Linked DNA regions of Mus musculus: region 2 is linked to region 1. Evidence: chromatin contacts called from public HiChIP or PLAC-seq data. All regions are on one chromosome and are shown on one strand. The core of a region is the stretch at or near the end of the contact, and the rest is flanking DNA. Distances in the headings are between cores, read along the strand shown.

Region 1 (7,227 bases), core at 1,425-3,924:
AGGCAGGCAGGCAGGCAGGCAGGCAGGAAGGCAGGCAGGCAGGCAGGCAGGCAGGCAGGAAGGAAGGAAGTAAGGAAGGAAGAAAGGAAACTGGATTCACCGTTCTTCCTTTGGTTACTATTTTTTAATTATGAATTCTGCTTTTTACATTTTTTGTTAAGGTTATTACTATTTGTTATTTGCGTGGGTGGAACACACAGTTGGCCAGCCTGCATGAGGAAACTGGAGCTCCGTCTGCAGGAGGCTTTATTCCTCCTTTGGCCAGGTGGGGCCCATGGATTGAGCAAGATCATTACTGTGTTTACGCTACGCCCAATTAACATTGGTTTTAAAAGAATGGTGATCTTTATCAGAGCGAAAAGACTCCTGGAATCTTTTCTTCCCTGTTTAGGAAAGCCTAATAGCATTTCACAAACTTTTTTTTTTTAAATCAGCTTAATAGCATTGTGGGAAACAAAGCAAATATTGAAGTGTATACACACATACATAATTAAACATAACTGTTTTAATTGATCCAAGCTCTTCTGTCTGGTGAAATTTCTGTTAAGTTGATAGACTGATTAAATTATTTACACTTGAGATAGACACAGGCTACAAGCCAAGCAAAGACTAAAGTGAGACTACTGTGCCCACAGAGAATCCATGAAACTTCATACCCCTGCCTCTGTATTATGTGTACTTTATCCATATCGTGAGGTTACCCTACATACTGTTTTAAACACTAAACTCCCAATTCATCTCTAACTGGACAGCTGGAGAAGCAGTAATGTATACCTTGTAACTGCCCAACTCATCAGCGGGAACTGGCACCACATGTGACTACATACAAAAATTCAGATCCAGTAATAAACAAAAAAATTATCTTATATCCATGGCATAAATGAGGGTTTTTAAATCATTAACATTAAAGTATCATGTAAACATCATGACACTTCCCTTTTGATATTGAAATTCTGCTTTGTAATTATGTAAGCATATTAATTCAATTTGCATCAATTAAGATTTAAAAATTAGATAAAAATAAAATACTTCTTTCTTTAATCATATGTATCTAAAGAAATCTCTTAGTAAGCATTATTATTCAAGTAGAGCATCAAAATAAAAGATGAAACATTGACTTTGACAAAATAAAAAGTTGAGTTATGTTTGGTAATATCACCATTGATTTAGAATTACTGGTCAATATTTCATTTTAGCAATACTTATATTTTCATACACAAGGAAATGACTGCCTTAATCTTAAATATAAGATTCAAAAGCTAAAATATAAGGAATAATATTAGAAAATATGATTTAAAAAGTTTACTCTTTCAAAAAGTATTAAATACCCTTAAATATTTTTTTAGAATTTTACAAAAAGATATAACTAAGAATCTGTATCTATTCTTCTTCCCAGATTTGGTAAATATTCAGTCAGAGGTTGTTAGAATTCTTTAGTGAAGAGGCTACAGCAAAGCCTCAAGTTACAAAGCATTAGCTAAGAGAAACATTTAAGGAAATTATTAAAGTTATGTCATTCACTTGAAATAAAAAGTCAGGGATGGCAGTCACTCCCACCTGTAACCTCAGCCCATGGGAGGCTGTCAGGAGGACTACAGTGAGTCCAAGGGTGTAGTGACACCCTATCTTAAACAATCAAAACACAAAGAAGAGTTAATTAATTGTTTTTTCACATAACTAGTTGCCTATCATAAATTAGCAGAGTAAACTCTTTCGATGGATAAACTAAGCAATTTTTGGTAGAATTTAAGTGAATAATAAAGTCGGAATTTCTGTTACTGCCATGAAAGAAGAACTCCAACACTCATATTACCTACCTCAAAATGGCTTTCAGAAGCAAATATGCCTCACATGTACTCTCAGAAAACAAAACCAGGAACAAATCAGATCCTTCCAATACTGTGTACAGATTATCTGTCAAATTTTATAATCATTTTATCTCATGCTTGCAGTTCTTATGAACAAAACTTTTAAAGCCATGGCAGTATCAGTAAAATGATGTATTTATGAAGGGTTAGAAATATGCCTGAAATAAATCCACTCATTAAAATAAAAGTGAATGCTTTCATTAAGTTTGGATGTTTACATATTTCTTACTAGTTTTACATAAAATATTTCAGGGACACTCATGAACAAAACAGGAGCCTGTATCATGATAACTAAAAGTTGAATGACTATGCCCAATTATAGATTGCAAATGGTTGTTTAAAGCACTGTCTCGAGTTTTACATTTCGCCAAATTATCAACTACAATAGTCAAATGAACAGTTTACAGTTTTTAAACTTACCACCCAAATCCACTAAGTAACAGACTAGTAATTACATATATTTTCCAGACATAATTTGAATGATTGCTGTGAGAAACATTTTCTGCAAATGTTTTATAATTTGGCTCAGCAAGAAGGAGAAAAGAATGTTTCCAGCTTACCTTCTGCTGCACAAACAGTCCATAATATAAGCCAAATAATTCTTGCTGACAGTCTCATAATTTGGATCTTTCTGGGACCAACTGACTCCAAGAGAAATCTGTGCTGTACCATCCAGTTCCTCTCTGCTATGAACTGTGGTCACAGCAGGGAAAGACTTGCTTCAAAGGGAAGTTGAAAGTCAGTTTAGGAAATCAGGATTGCTCCGCCCATGAGCAACTTCTGCAAAGTAAACTAAAATAGTAGACCACAAGTCCAGCAGCATGGGCGTTTTATCTCTTGTTGTTACTATGCCCTGTCAGTGACCTGCTGGATTGTTCTTGTAAATCACAGCTTGTTTTGCTTGGAAACAAGTTCACATTTCTGGAAATGTGAGCAAGGGCTGGATTTCATAATCCTTTAAATTGTGTTCTACTGTGGACAAACCACAGAACAGAAAGCATGAAGGCACATTTAAAAATCATTGAGAGAACTTCAGTTAGGCAGTGTTTTCAGGACCAACACCCATGCATACATAATACAGAAATGTTGAAAAGATTGTCATGCTAATGGATGTTGATTATGGGATTGGTTTTCTAAAATTAATGAATTGAATCTCCCAAGAAATTCTTTTTATATGTGTGAAGCAACTGGTCTGTGAGGACCTTGGTCTAGCAAACTTTATATGCCCCAGTACAGGGGAAAGCCAGGGCCAAGAAGTGGGAGTGAGTGGGTAGGGAAGCAGGGCTGGGGTGGGGAGGGAGGGTATAGGGGACTTTTGGGATAGCATTTGAAATGTAAATAAAGAAAATATCCAATAGAAAAAGGAAAAAAATAAGTAAAAAAAACCCATCAACTTGAAATGCTAATTTTCTAACTTGTCATTGAGGTATTTTATAGTAAGAAATATAGAGGTGGAAAAAAAGTGTCAGCAGCATGCTGAATTGATGCAGAACTGAGGCAGATATTCAACTCCCAACCTAATAACCTTGGTACCCTCTGTGCCCTCCAGGTTTCCTTCCACCCACTGTCAGTGTTTCTAAGAACATGGACTGTATTTACCTGTACTTTATGTAATTTACTCCTGTATTTACGTAGAACTGTGTTTGTTGGACATGGCTCCTAACTGTTCATTTGTCATTCTATGTAATATTCAATTATTTGAATATAGCACAATTTTTAGTTGTTCCTGTACATGGTAAGGACAGATTTCAGCTTGAAAATAGTACAAATTGGGCTACGAATGTTAGATAGTGTGGGGTTTGGTAAGCTGTTGTAGCTCAAGCATATAGATGAGTTAACTGAGCATAGAGCACTTAAACACTTTCTTAAAGCCATAAACTGTCAGGAGTGCGATACTCAAGCTGATGGTCTAATATCCAAAGTCTATACAGAACGGCGTTTTCGGATGGCTTGTTTTCTATTTCATTAAATGTGTAGGAATTCAACTGCCAGTAACTCATTGTAGTAGTTGCGTGTCTTGTGGATGTGACAAGATGCCAGAGAAAGCTGCTAAGGGAAGGATAGGTGTATTTCTTTCTTTTTTTTTTTTTTTTGGAAAGGTGTATTTCTGCTCACAGTTCCCAAACAGAGAGCCTGCCAATCAGGGAAGAACAGCCTAGGAGCATCCGGTCACGTGGTGACAGCAGTCCTGTTACAGAGAGCAGTGATGAATGTTGCTGAGCTCATTTTGGTTTTCTTCAGTCATGGACCCCTCCCCATGAAAGACACTGATATCAGAACAATTTACAAACCCTCAAATTCAGAGTGTTTAATATTAATCATGTCACAAGAGCTTAGTGTCCTGACATGCTGTTCATTTTGTCAAAGAAATTTGACAGAAGTTTTCAAAAGTTTGCCAATAATAAAAACTTACAGACATTATAAATCATGGTGAACTTGTGATGACATTTTTGTTATTTTGCTAACAATACACAAATTCTAAGCCACTCTGATAGAATTTTTTTCCTTTTTTATCTTCAGTGAAGCCATTATAAAATAGAGGCTTATAATAAAATAATCAAAAATGTAGATAGCCAAGAATGTGAAAGTTAAAAGTAGCACATGTCTTATTATATAATTAATATGCATATTGTGTTACTTTTTAACTCTTTCTTATTCATCATTGTTTGTGGTTCAAAATCTATTTTATTATTATCCAAGTTCCTTTGAAAAGATAATTATACAACTTATCTCATGAAAAATATGCTGAGGGTAATCCCTGTTGGCTGTGGCCTGAGAAATTACATATTTACTTAGACACTTAAAAAGGGACTACATACCCTTTATTGGGCCAAACTGGTGTCTAGAGACAGATGAAAAGTCCAGAGGCACTCAGCTCTGAAATTCACACAGTGGTAGGCAAGAGACTGCAATGCTGACGGCACTTAGTAACATGACTGTTTGTATGCACAATTGCTCTTTTTTATTTTTACTTACCAATTTTAAACTTATACTTTAAGGTAATTCATCTTTATTTTATTTTATTTTATTTTTATTTTGGGGGGGCGTGGTTTCGAGACAGGGTTTCTCTGTATAGCCCTGGCTGTCCTGGAACTCACTTTGTAGACCAGGCTGGCCTCGAACTCAGAAATCCACCTGCCTCTGCCTCCTGAGTGCTGGGATTAAAGGCGTGTGCCACCATGCCCAGCAAGATAATTCATCTTTAATTTTACCTACTTAAAACATTTTATCTTAGCACGGCAAAGGTGGCATGCCTTTGATCCCAGCACTCAGGAGGCAGAGGCAGGTGGATTTAGGCAAAATGTGAGTCCCAGGACAGCCAGGGCTATACAGAGAATTTTTGTCTCGAAAAACAAAAGAAAACTAAAACAATAACAACAACAAAAACAACATGTTATCTTAATTTTTAAATTTAATTAATTAAATAATTAATTTCACACATGAATATGCTACATTCAAATAATATCTACACCTCTCTTTCCCACCATCAACTCCTTCCATGTTCTTCATGCCCTCTCTAATTCTTGTCTTCTTTCTCTATAATTACTGTCCTATACATACACATATGTGTATATATGTGCACACCCACAATCTCCTGAGTCTAATTAATGTTGCTACACATATATGTGTGACCACTCTGGATTAGAAAAGCTATAAGAAGGTTGGTGCCTGAAGACAACTGATTATCCGAGCCATCAAGTGCCTTAACACTTCATCTAGGCATAGGGCCTTGTGAATTTTTTTTAAGTTTTCCTTTTCATGATCTCGTGTCAACTTGGGAAGTTCTTGTGCAGGCAACCATATTGTTAAATGTATAGGAACACCAACTCAATGTTGTCTAAAAGATACCATCTCAAAATAGTGATTCTGATCCTCTGGCTTTTAAAAATATTTCTTTTCTCTTTTTTATTAATTAATTAATTAATTAATTTTTTACACTCTATATTTTACTCCCCCTCCCGTCCACCCTCAGACTGTTCCACACTGCATTCCTCCTTCCCACATCTCTGTCTTCACATAGATATCCCAACTCCCCAACCCCTGACCTTTAAACTCACTGAAGCCTCCAGTCTCTTAGGTTAGGTGCATCATCTCTGAATGAACACAGACCAGGAAGTCCTCTACTGTATGTGTGTCGGGGGCCTCATATCAGCTGGTGTATGCTGCCTGTTTGGTGGTCCAGTCTTTGAGAGATCTCAGGGGTCCAGATTAATTGAGAATGCTGGTCCTTCTACCTGGTCACCATTCTCCACAGCTTCTTTCAGCTTTCCCCAATTCAACAACAGGGATCAGCTGCTTCTGTCCATTGGTTGGGTATAAATATCTGCATCTGACTCTTTCAGCTGCTTGTTGGGTCTTCTGGAGGGTAGTCATGATAGATCCCTTTTTGTGAGTGCTCCTTAGCCTCAGTAATAGTGTCAGGTCTTGGGACTTCCCCTTGAGCTGGTTACCACTTTAGGCCTGTCGCTGGACCTTCTTTTCCTCAGGCTCCTCTCCATTTCCATACCTGTAATTCTTTGAGACAGGAACAATTACGGGTCAAATTTGTGACTGTGTGATGTCAACCCCATCCCTCACTTGATGTCCTGCTTTCCTGCTGGAGGTAGGCTCTATAAGTTCCCTCTCCCTACTGTTGGGGCATTTCATCTAAGTTTCCTCCCTTTGAGTCCTGAAAGTCTTGGGCACAGAAGTTGTATTGTATATGTATTAATCACACTGAGAATTCCACAATCACTTTTCTTTGCATATTTACCAGTTATGTATCTCTATGATAGCCTCTATCTGCTGTAAAAAGAGAAAGCTTTTTTGATGAAGGATGAGAACTGAACTTGTCTCTGGGTATTTAAGGACAAATATTTAGAATATAGTTGGAAGCTGTATTAATTTAGCAAAATAGGGGTAATAAGTTTTCTCCTAAGACATTTCCAGCCATCATTCCTGGCTAGGTTTTCAATAACAGGCAGAAATCCCCTCCTATTGAGTCTGCCTTAATACCAGTTAGGTATTGATTACTCTTGTGATGTTAGTGGCACTATTGTAGCATTTAGTGATGATATCTTTATTGAGCTAGTTGTTCTGAGTAACAATTAATTAAACATTATAAAAAGTACAACAGTACCTAAAGACATGTTGAAGGGAAAAGTGTTACGTAGAACCAATGTTTTGGAGAGAACTGTCTTAGCTCTGATTTTTGAACTAACAGCAGCTACAAGTACTTATTTGTAACTAAATTTAATTTTAAGTTAATTAGGGAGAGAGTAGATGGTAGCTAACACTCATGCATCCAAGAGAATAAATACCTCATGAATGATAATCCAGAGCAAGGAAAGAAAATAGTAGAGTAGACATGACCAGGAGA
Region 2 (7,855 bases), core at 4,818-7,317, 240 kb after region 1:
TTTTGTTTCCTCTTCATCACTGTAATTTTGCCACTTTTATGAATCAAAATGTAAATATATGTGATATTTCTGATGGTTTTAGTTGAACCCTGTGATAGGGTCATTTGACTCCCCTAGGAGTTGAGGATTGCTGATTCATTTATTATTATCATCAAATGAATCGTCAACAAACTTACCTTTATGAACTAATAAAACGCAAATTTGCAATATAGGTAACCATTGTTTTAGGGTCTTTCTGTGTGTTTACGATGCATCCGCATGAGGCCACAGAACAACTTCCTTGTCATCTTTGTTTTCCACCTTGTTTGAAACACAGTCATTTCTTGTTCAGTGCTGCATAGAGCAGGAGAGTAGGCCCTTGAGCTTTGAGAAATTCTGCAGTCTATACCTCCAGTTTGCCAGAGGCATTTCCCAGGTAAACTGTAAATTAACACACATATGCCATTGTATATGGTTCTTATGTGAGTTCCAGGATCTGAGCTCAGTTCATCAAGCTTTCAAAGTGAGAGCCTTATGATTACTCTGATACTATTTCTTATGAAATACAAGCTAGATTTTATTTAATCTGGGCCTGGGTACTGTACCCCACCTTTAACCCTTTAGTTATTGGATAAAACATAGCCTGTATTTTTACAATAACCCTTGAACAACACAGGAGCTGGGCAGATACCTGCTCTCTATTCTATTAGAATCTACTTTTCTATCTATAATCCTGAATTACTACTAATGACTTACACTGTTTCATCTGGGCTCTTCAATTTGTCAGAGCCATGTGCCAAGTTTTTATTGTTCACCTAACCAATGGCTCCTCCTCTTCTTCTCCTCCTCCTCTTGGTTCTATTCCCACCCCAAGCCCAGGAAACCTAAACCCTACTTATGTCTCTTCTGCCCAGCTATTGGCTTTTGGTATCTGTATTTACCAATCAAAAATGACTTGGGGTAGACTATAGGTTTTGGGACTCTGACTTAGCATTACAATAGACAGCAAGATGAAACCTCAACAGTTTCGTATAAATTATTTTTATTAAAAATTTTCATAGTACACTTTGATTAAGAATGTTTTATTTTTAATATTCCATAAAACCACTGTAATGAATCTAATTTAATGGATATTAAATAAATAAAATATTTAGTAAAAAAATTGATATTCTTATATTTTTACATCTTAAGTTGTAAATTATTTTGAGTGTTTAAGCAAATAACAGAGGACAGTAAAAGTTTGGTTATAATTAGAAAAGTTGTAAGAGAAAAAGCTATCCAGTAGCATAGAAATATTAAGTTTGAATTATAGACACTGAAGTGGTAAGATGATTAAAATATTCAATTTCAGATACTATTAATAAAATGCTTTGTAAAATTCTTTAGCTCCCTTAAATTATGGACATAATTAAAGGTTTTAACCTGTACCTAACTGATTGAAAAGTTCTATCTTTCTATTTAAAAGCAAATAGAATATTTTTATTATGAATATATAATATTTGAGGACAGTTCTTTTATCAGTAAATTTGTTACTTAAAGCCTCACTGCATAGAGATACAAAATATGAAACTCATCAAATGTGATGAGAGAAAAGCATTGTTTCATTTAATAATGGCAGCTCTGTATCTGTGAAAGGAGAGATAGTTATCTATATTAAAGTATATTTTCATCATCTAATAGTTTCAAGTCCTTGTAAAGTATTTTGTAAGATTCAGAATTGTAGGTAAAATGATAATTCCGTAAGTTTAGTATTAAATGTTGTGTACTCTATACGGTGTTTCTAGTATTCTGTTTGTATTGGCCTTAATCACTACTAATACATGGTCTATTTAGCTATCTTGAAGGCACTATTTCTTGATGGCTTTCTTACAATTGGATGAATTATTTTTAAATATGAATAATCTACATATATAATTAGTTTGAAAGATTAGCAAAGAAATAAACAAATTAAAGTTGTTCCTGAAAACATTCTCTGTGTGGTCTGAATACAAAGAATTTTCCTTTCCATAAAAGAATGCAAATACCAGGTTACCAGGTTGACTCTTTCTAATGGGCATCAGAAAATGAGAATAGGAAATGTTTGTGCAATTAAAGTAGTTTAGTGTCTGACATTTTGTAATAGTGATGTCTTGATATTTGCTTTGGTTTTAAAAGAACTTTGAACAAATAAATTTTCAAAATAATTATTAAGATAAATGAATTTAGAAATGTTTTAAAAATATAGTATACATGTTCTTATTTCTACAAAATTTTTAAAACCTACCAAAAAGCCAAGGATGTACTGCACACACACACACACATACACACACACACACACACACACACACACACATACACACCTGACAATGAGAGCAAACCTGGTAAGATTTGGGGAAAAAGAAAGGGACAGTGAAGTATAGATTATAGGTCATTGCAGTGATCCTTTTCTAATGTTGGTAGTTATTTCATTTTCTGTAAAATGTAAAACAAATGTTTTCCTGGCTATATTGGTTCATATAAGCTGGGGGGTGAGTCAATTCAGTATTGTAATATTTACTACCAGGGATATACAAGAGACTGAAGTTCTAGCATTTGGTTAGTAAATAGTTAATTCAATCATTCAAATATTTGTAGAATAAGTCAATGAGCTACTAAATTCTGTTGGTATTTTTAACTATATGTGTCTCATAGCTTATTTACTTGTATACATTTTATTTCTATAATTTAGTTTTTAATTATTATATGATATAGATAATTTTAATTCAAATATATGTCATATACACATAATTCCATTTTTTAACAAGGTCTTGTGCCTTGTGTGGCTCAGCTTAGCTTCAAATTCAGTAAAGCTATAGGTGATTTGAAGTCCAGGTCTGTTGGCTCCACCTTTAAACTGTTGAAATGACAACCATCTACTACCATGCCCAGTATCATTTATATAATTTTTAAATGAAATAGATGCAAAAAATAAAAATACTCATTGGCATGTTTCCTTGATTATAATTCTTACATACCTCATATAAGGGTAATTGAATATTTGCAAAATTGATAGATTTATAAAGTAGTTAATTTCTAAAACTACATATATTTAATATGACTATTCAATGATTTTGAGATATGTGTGCACCTGTGACACTCAAAGCATAACAAAGGCACTAAACATGTTTACCAGTTCCACATTGTTTCTGTTTTGTGTGTGTGTGTGTGTGTGTGTGTGTGTGTGTGTGCATGCTTTTTAAACATAATTTTATTGAATTCATTATTTGATAATTTCATACACATACTTTGCATTATAATTACTGTTCTCTTCTTCCTCACATCATTATTATCCTGTATATCTTCTTTCCACATTCACATGTTTTTTATTTTGTTTTGTTTTGTTTTGAGGCACACTGAGCTGAGTCTTGTTCTTCTGTGTTATTATGGGTTCACAATTATCCACTGGATACTGGCTTTCTGATAAGTGGGTATACAACCAAGTACAATGTCTTTCCTGGACTCCATCAGTAGACACTAACTCAGCAAGGATGTACAGGACATCTTAATTCCATATCTTTGTAACAAATGATAGAATATTAACACACCTAGTCCTGTGTAGGCCCATTGCAGACATGCATACTCTTCCAACATTGTCATACAAAGACAAGATGGCTAGGCTTGGTGTTTCATGGTGTTAATCTAGGGCTCAACTCATGGCTTACAATACAGTAACCTAACTTCTCTATTTGGTGATCAAGGATTTCAGAAAACAGCTGATAAAGTTTCTTAAAGCCTAGTATACCACAAATCTGTGAAAGATTGTTAAACAGTCCAACTGGCCATTTTAAACCAGATGTCAAAATTATGTACAATCTACCTTTTAATAAAATGATATTACCATGGGTGAGTTACATTTAAAAATGTGCAAACTGGCCAGGCAGTGGTAGTGCATGCCTTTAATCCCAGCACTCAGAAGGCATAACCAGGAGGATTTCTGAGTTCAAGGCCAGCCTCGTCTACAGAGTGAGTTCCAGGACAGCCAGGGCTATACAGAGAAACCCTGTCTTGAAAAATAAAAACAATAAAAACAAACAAACAAACAAACAAACAAGGCTGGAGAGATGGCTCAGAGTTTAAGAGCACCAACTGCTCTTGCAGAGATCCTGAGTTCAATTCCCAGCAACCACATGGTGGCTCACAACCATCTGTAATGAGATCTGACACCCTCTTCTGGGTCTGAAGAAAGCAACAGTGTACTTACATATATAATAAATAAATCTTAAAAAAAAGAAAAAAAAATAAACAAAGAAAAAAAGTACAAACTGAATGCTAAGATGTACAATGGGTGATATTTTGTAATTTATCTTAGATAACAAATGTTTGCCTTAGGAAATGATTATTTGTCATCAAAGATCAATTTTAATGTGTAATTAATCCAATTAGAGCATTCTCCAAGAATACTTGCCAAGGTCCAGCCTCAGCTTGAAAAGGAGTTCTGAGAAAATGGTGTCTGGGAGTGGTGAACCAAACCACTCATTATATAAGGAACATCTATTATTAGCATCCACTTCTTCTCATTGGATGTGTGAGATTATATTTGATAGCTTAATTATATTGGCAGTATTGCCTATGGGCAACCAGGAAAACAAACAAACAGACAAATAAACAAAAAACCTCTAATTGGTTTGGAAGCAGTTGTGACTCAAAGTTCCTAATCACATCTTCTGGACCCGTTAGCTCTTTATTGTCCTCAGAGGAGGACTTTGCTTCCACACAGACACTGTAGTGGCTTTCCAAAAGTATACGTAGTTTTAACAGATTTCCCGAAGCATAATTTACACATCGTTAAATTCACACATCTTAAGTATAAATTCAATCACATTTTATCATATTTACTTAGAACCTTATCCCACCACACTCGCAGGCAAGGCGAGCTGCTAGACTGCTTTTTGTCTCTTTTTTGAGATTTTCATAAACAAAATCCTGGGTGCTGTTTTCATTTGAGTTCTTTCACTCTGATTATTTCAGTTTATGCTTGTATCTTCTATCAGTATTTGATTCCTTTTCTTGATTCATGGCATTCCTTTCTTTCTTCTCGCTCACTCTGCACCCCTTACGTTGTCCTCTCTTTAATTCCAGAATAGTACATTTAACTGTACTAGTCTATTTTTGCTATTGTACATATGCTCCAGAATGGGTAATTTCTAAGAGGCATGATTTTATTTCTCAGATCTGAATGCTTGAGTGTTCAAGGCCAAGAGCCACAGATTCAATGTCTGATGAGTGTTCTCTGCATTTCTAAAGTCCTATTCACAAATGTTGTGCTCATGACTTGACTTCTATAAAAAGTCTCAGTGCTTAATGCTATTGCATTAGATATTCAATTTCCAACCTCAATATGTGAGAGGACACATTTAAGTCCATAATTTTTTCTGAATTAAAAACAGTTAAGATAATGAGCAAACACATTTTATTACAGCAGTAGTTCTAAATCATAATTTATTCTATCCACGAGTAAGTTCAAAACCTGGTAATTGAAACATGATATCCTTTGACTTGAGGATAGTTTCCTCCACATCAAAAGTTCTAGAAACTGCAGAAGAGTTTGTTCTTAAGAATTTGGAAAGCCTCATCTGAAAGGCTTTTCTGGCAACAGTTCATACAGGAATCTTCACAGTTTAGAGTCTGGGAGTGCTAGCTCTCCCAGGTGTTGCATGCTTGTTGTTGTTCAATTGAGTTTTCTGATGAAGCCTCACCCTTAATCCTTTCTAGACATTATCCTCTTGGGGCCTTACTGTATTAAGGAACTTTTCCCTGAGTAGAAATATAAAAGACCTTTTTTATTTAGATGAAGAAACTCTTACAGAAATATATGCTCGAACAGCTGCTCACTTTTTCCAAAGAGATCACTGTCAAAGGTTATTTATTACCTGTTTCTTCTAGAGGAATCTTGTCAAACACATTCTTATGTAGTCTTGCACTTGGACTCAATAAAGAGAATCAAGAGCTCTGTCACACTGAAGGAATCAAAGAGCTAAGGTTATTGTGGACATAACCCAGAAATTCTGTACATGCCTTGGGCTACTCACTTAAAACAACTATAAAATCCCAGGCCATGTTATTGTTGGCTTTGAGTAGTCATGATGTTTTCAACAATCTCTGGAGTGATTTCAGGATCTGTCTTCTATTGTGTGGATGAATAACATCTGGGTTCCTTTTTCCTAACTACTCTCCCATCCTGGGACTTTTTCTAATGAGAACCATTTTTATTTTCACAATCTGACTAGGGTGAGAATCTTCTAAGTTAGGTCACACTGCTTCCTTTTGTCTATAAAATCGATCTTTAAACCATTTCTATCTTCTCTGACTTTAGCACACTGTCAGGAGATGCCATGAAACATCCAAAATATTTAGAGAATCTCCCTAAGTTTCTAATTTATCATTCTTAAATTCTGGCTTCTATAAAGTCATGGACTTAATGCTTTATAGTTATGATGTTGTCTTACAAATATTGCCTTCCCTCTGCTTTCTAAAAAAAAATCCATTTCTTCCTCCAACTTACTGATTTCTTCTCTAATCTTGTGCTACAATAATATTTTCATGAACCCTGAAAGAATTGCCATCATCACAATTCAATGCAATAGTTCTTTTCTCCATGTTCCCAGCTTTCTAGCCTCTACACATTTTCAATTCCTAAACCTGGCTCAACAAGTATACATGTTTATTAAGCCCAAACCCAGTTCTTAGTTTTGATGTCTGTGTTGGCTCATTTCTGTTCATATACATGAAAATGAATAATTTATATGTTACATGAATTTCCTTTCTAACAGATTCAAATGATAAGATGCCACATATTAAGGTCTGGCCCTATCGGTCTGGTGGGGGCCTTCTCTCTAATTCAAAGACAATGTCTTCTTGCTCTGTTATCATACTACAGAATGTAGAATGACTGAACATATTGGTGTGCTTATTATCTTCCTGTCATAAGAGTGGGTATCCTCATGTGTGAGACTACCACCCTCATGATTTTTTCATCCCATAAAGTTCCCATATTTTAATACTTTTATATGAATAAGGATCATCCTTGTGCAAATCATTGAGGTTGCATACTGGTTTTACTGTTCCATATTTATTGTAACCCTTCCATATGCACCACATATTTATCAATCATGGATTTCTACTTTTTAATTTTACAATCAAGTAATGGTGCTGTGTCTATTTCTATTTTAGTAATTCTAATTCATGGACACCTTGTGTCATTAAGAAAATATATATTGAATTCTTTTATGTACCAGGTGCTATCTGTAAATGTCTTATAATGTAGGCTTTTGTTTGAGGCATACATTATATTTGTGTATTAGATTGCAGCATGGCAAAAATGACTGTAATTTATGACTAACAGAACAGAAATTTGTTGTATTACAGTTCTAAAGTCTGGGACATCCAACATAAAGGTGCTTGAAGTTGCCTGAGTTCTTTTTATTCCATTGAAAAATGCTAGGAACAAAGTAAAATACTCTGAGGAATAAAGAAACATTATGTACAAAATATGTTTTCTACAGCAAAGATCTTCCCGCAACAATGGCAATAATCCATTTAATGATGGGGTGGGGTGTCCTCAATAATTCTTTAAGCTTCACCCCTGCTAAGCACTGTTACAATAGATAATGAATATTAACTAGTGTTTTGGCAGCAACAGTGTTCAACCTGTATTTGAATTTTGTTAACACATAATTTTCTATATTATTAATATATGTATACATGTATATACATTAATATACATTTCTTTTTTCTAAATTAAACAATAACTTTTTAAGACTTTTTTCTATTTTGACAGGTATTAATTAGACTTAGAAATGTATAGGTTTGTTTTGCCTTCACATGCACTAAGTATCTTTAAGAGTTATCTATTATAGCT

The links. HiChIP or PLAC-seq counts read pairs in DNA pulled down with a chosen protein or histone mark.
Region 2: an H3K27ac HiChIP or PLAC-seq map of heart atrium shows a contact between it and region 1, with 15 read pairs. The contact joins the enhancer-like site here to the promoter of Cfh in region 1. A contact is called at or near these places in 11 of 39 promoter capture datasets (the C10 cell line, the HPC-7 cell line, HPC-7-derived erythroid cells and 5 more), 16 of 484 Hi-C or Micro-C datasets (embryonic stem cells, granulosa cells, liver and 1 more), 14 of 115 datasets of contacts at active chromatin or transcription factors (embryonic stem cells, fibro-adipogenic progenitors, heart atrium and 3 more) and 2 of 9 other capture datasets (adipose tissue and embryonic stem cells).

The regions. Positions count from the first base shown.
Region 1 is chr1:140,180,737-140,187,963 of GRCm38.p6, forward strand. It overlaps Cfh (complement component factor h), which reads right to left and starts at 2,675. Exons shown (of 22, transcript NM_009888.3): 1 at 2,429-2,675. The coding sequence starts at 2,540.
Region 2 is chr1:140,417,129-140,424,983 of GRCm38.p6, forward strand. All of the region lies in intron 8 of Kcnt2 (potassium channel, subfamily T, member 2), which reads left to right. Among named protein-coding and RNA genes, the nearest start is that of Kcnt2, 180 kb to the left of the region's middle. Within about 2 kb of position 6,068, at least 6 of the 459 cell types and tissues checked have an H3K27ac peak or open chromatin away from gene starts, as enhancers often do. A contact at or near this core is called in heart atrium and uterus, where this site is marked.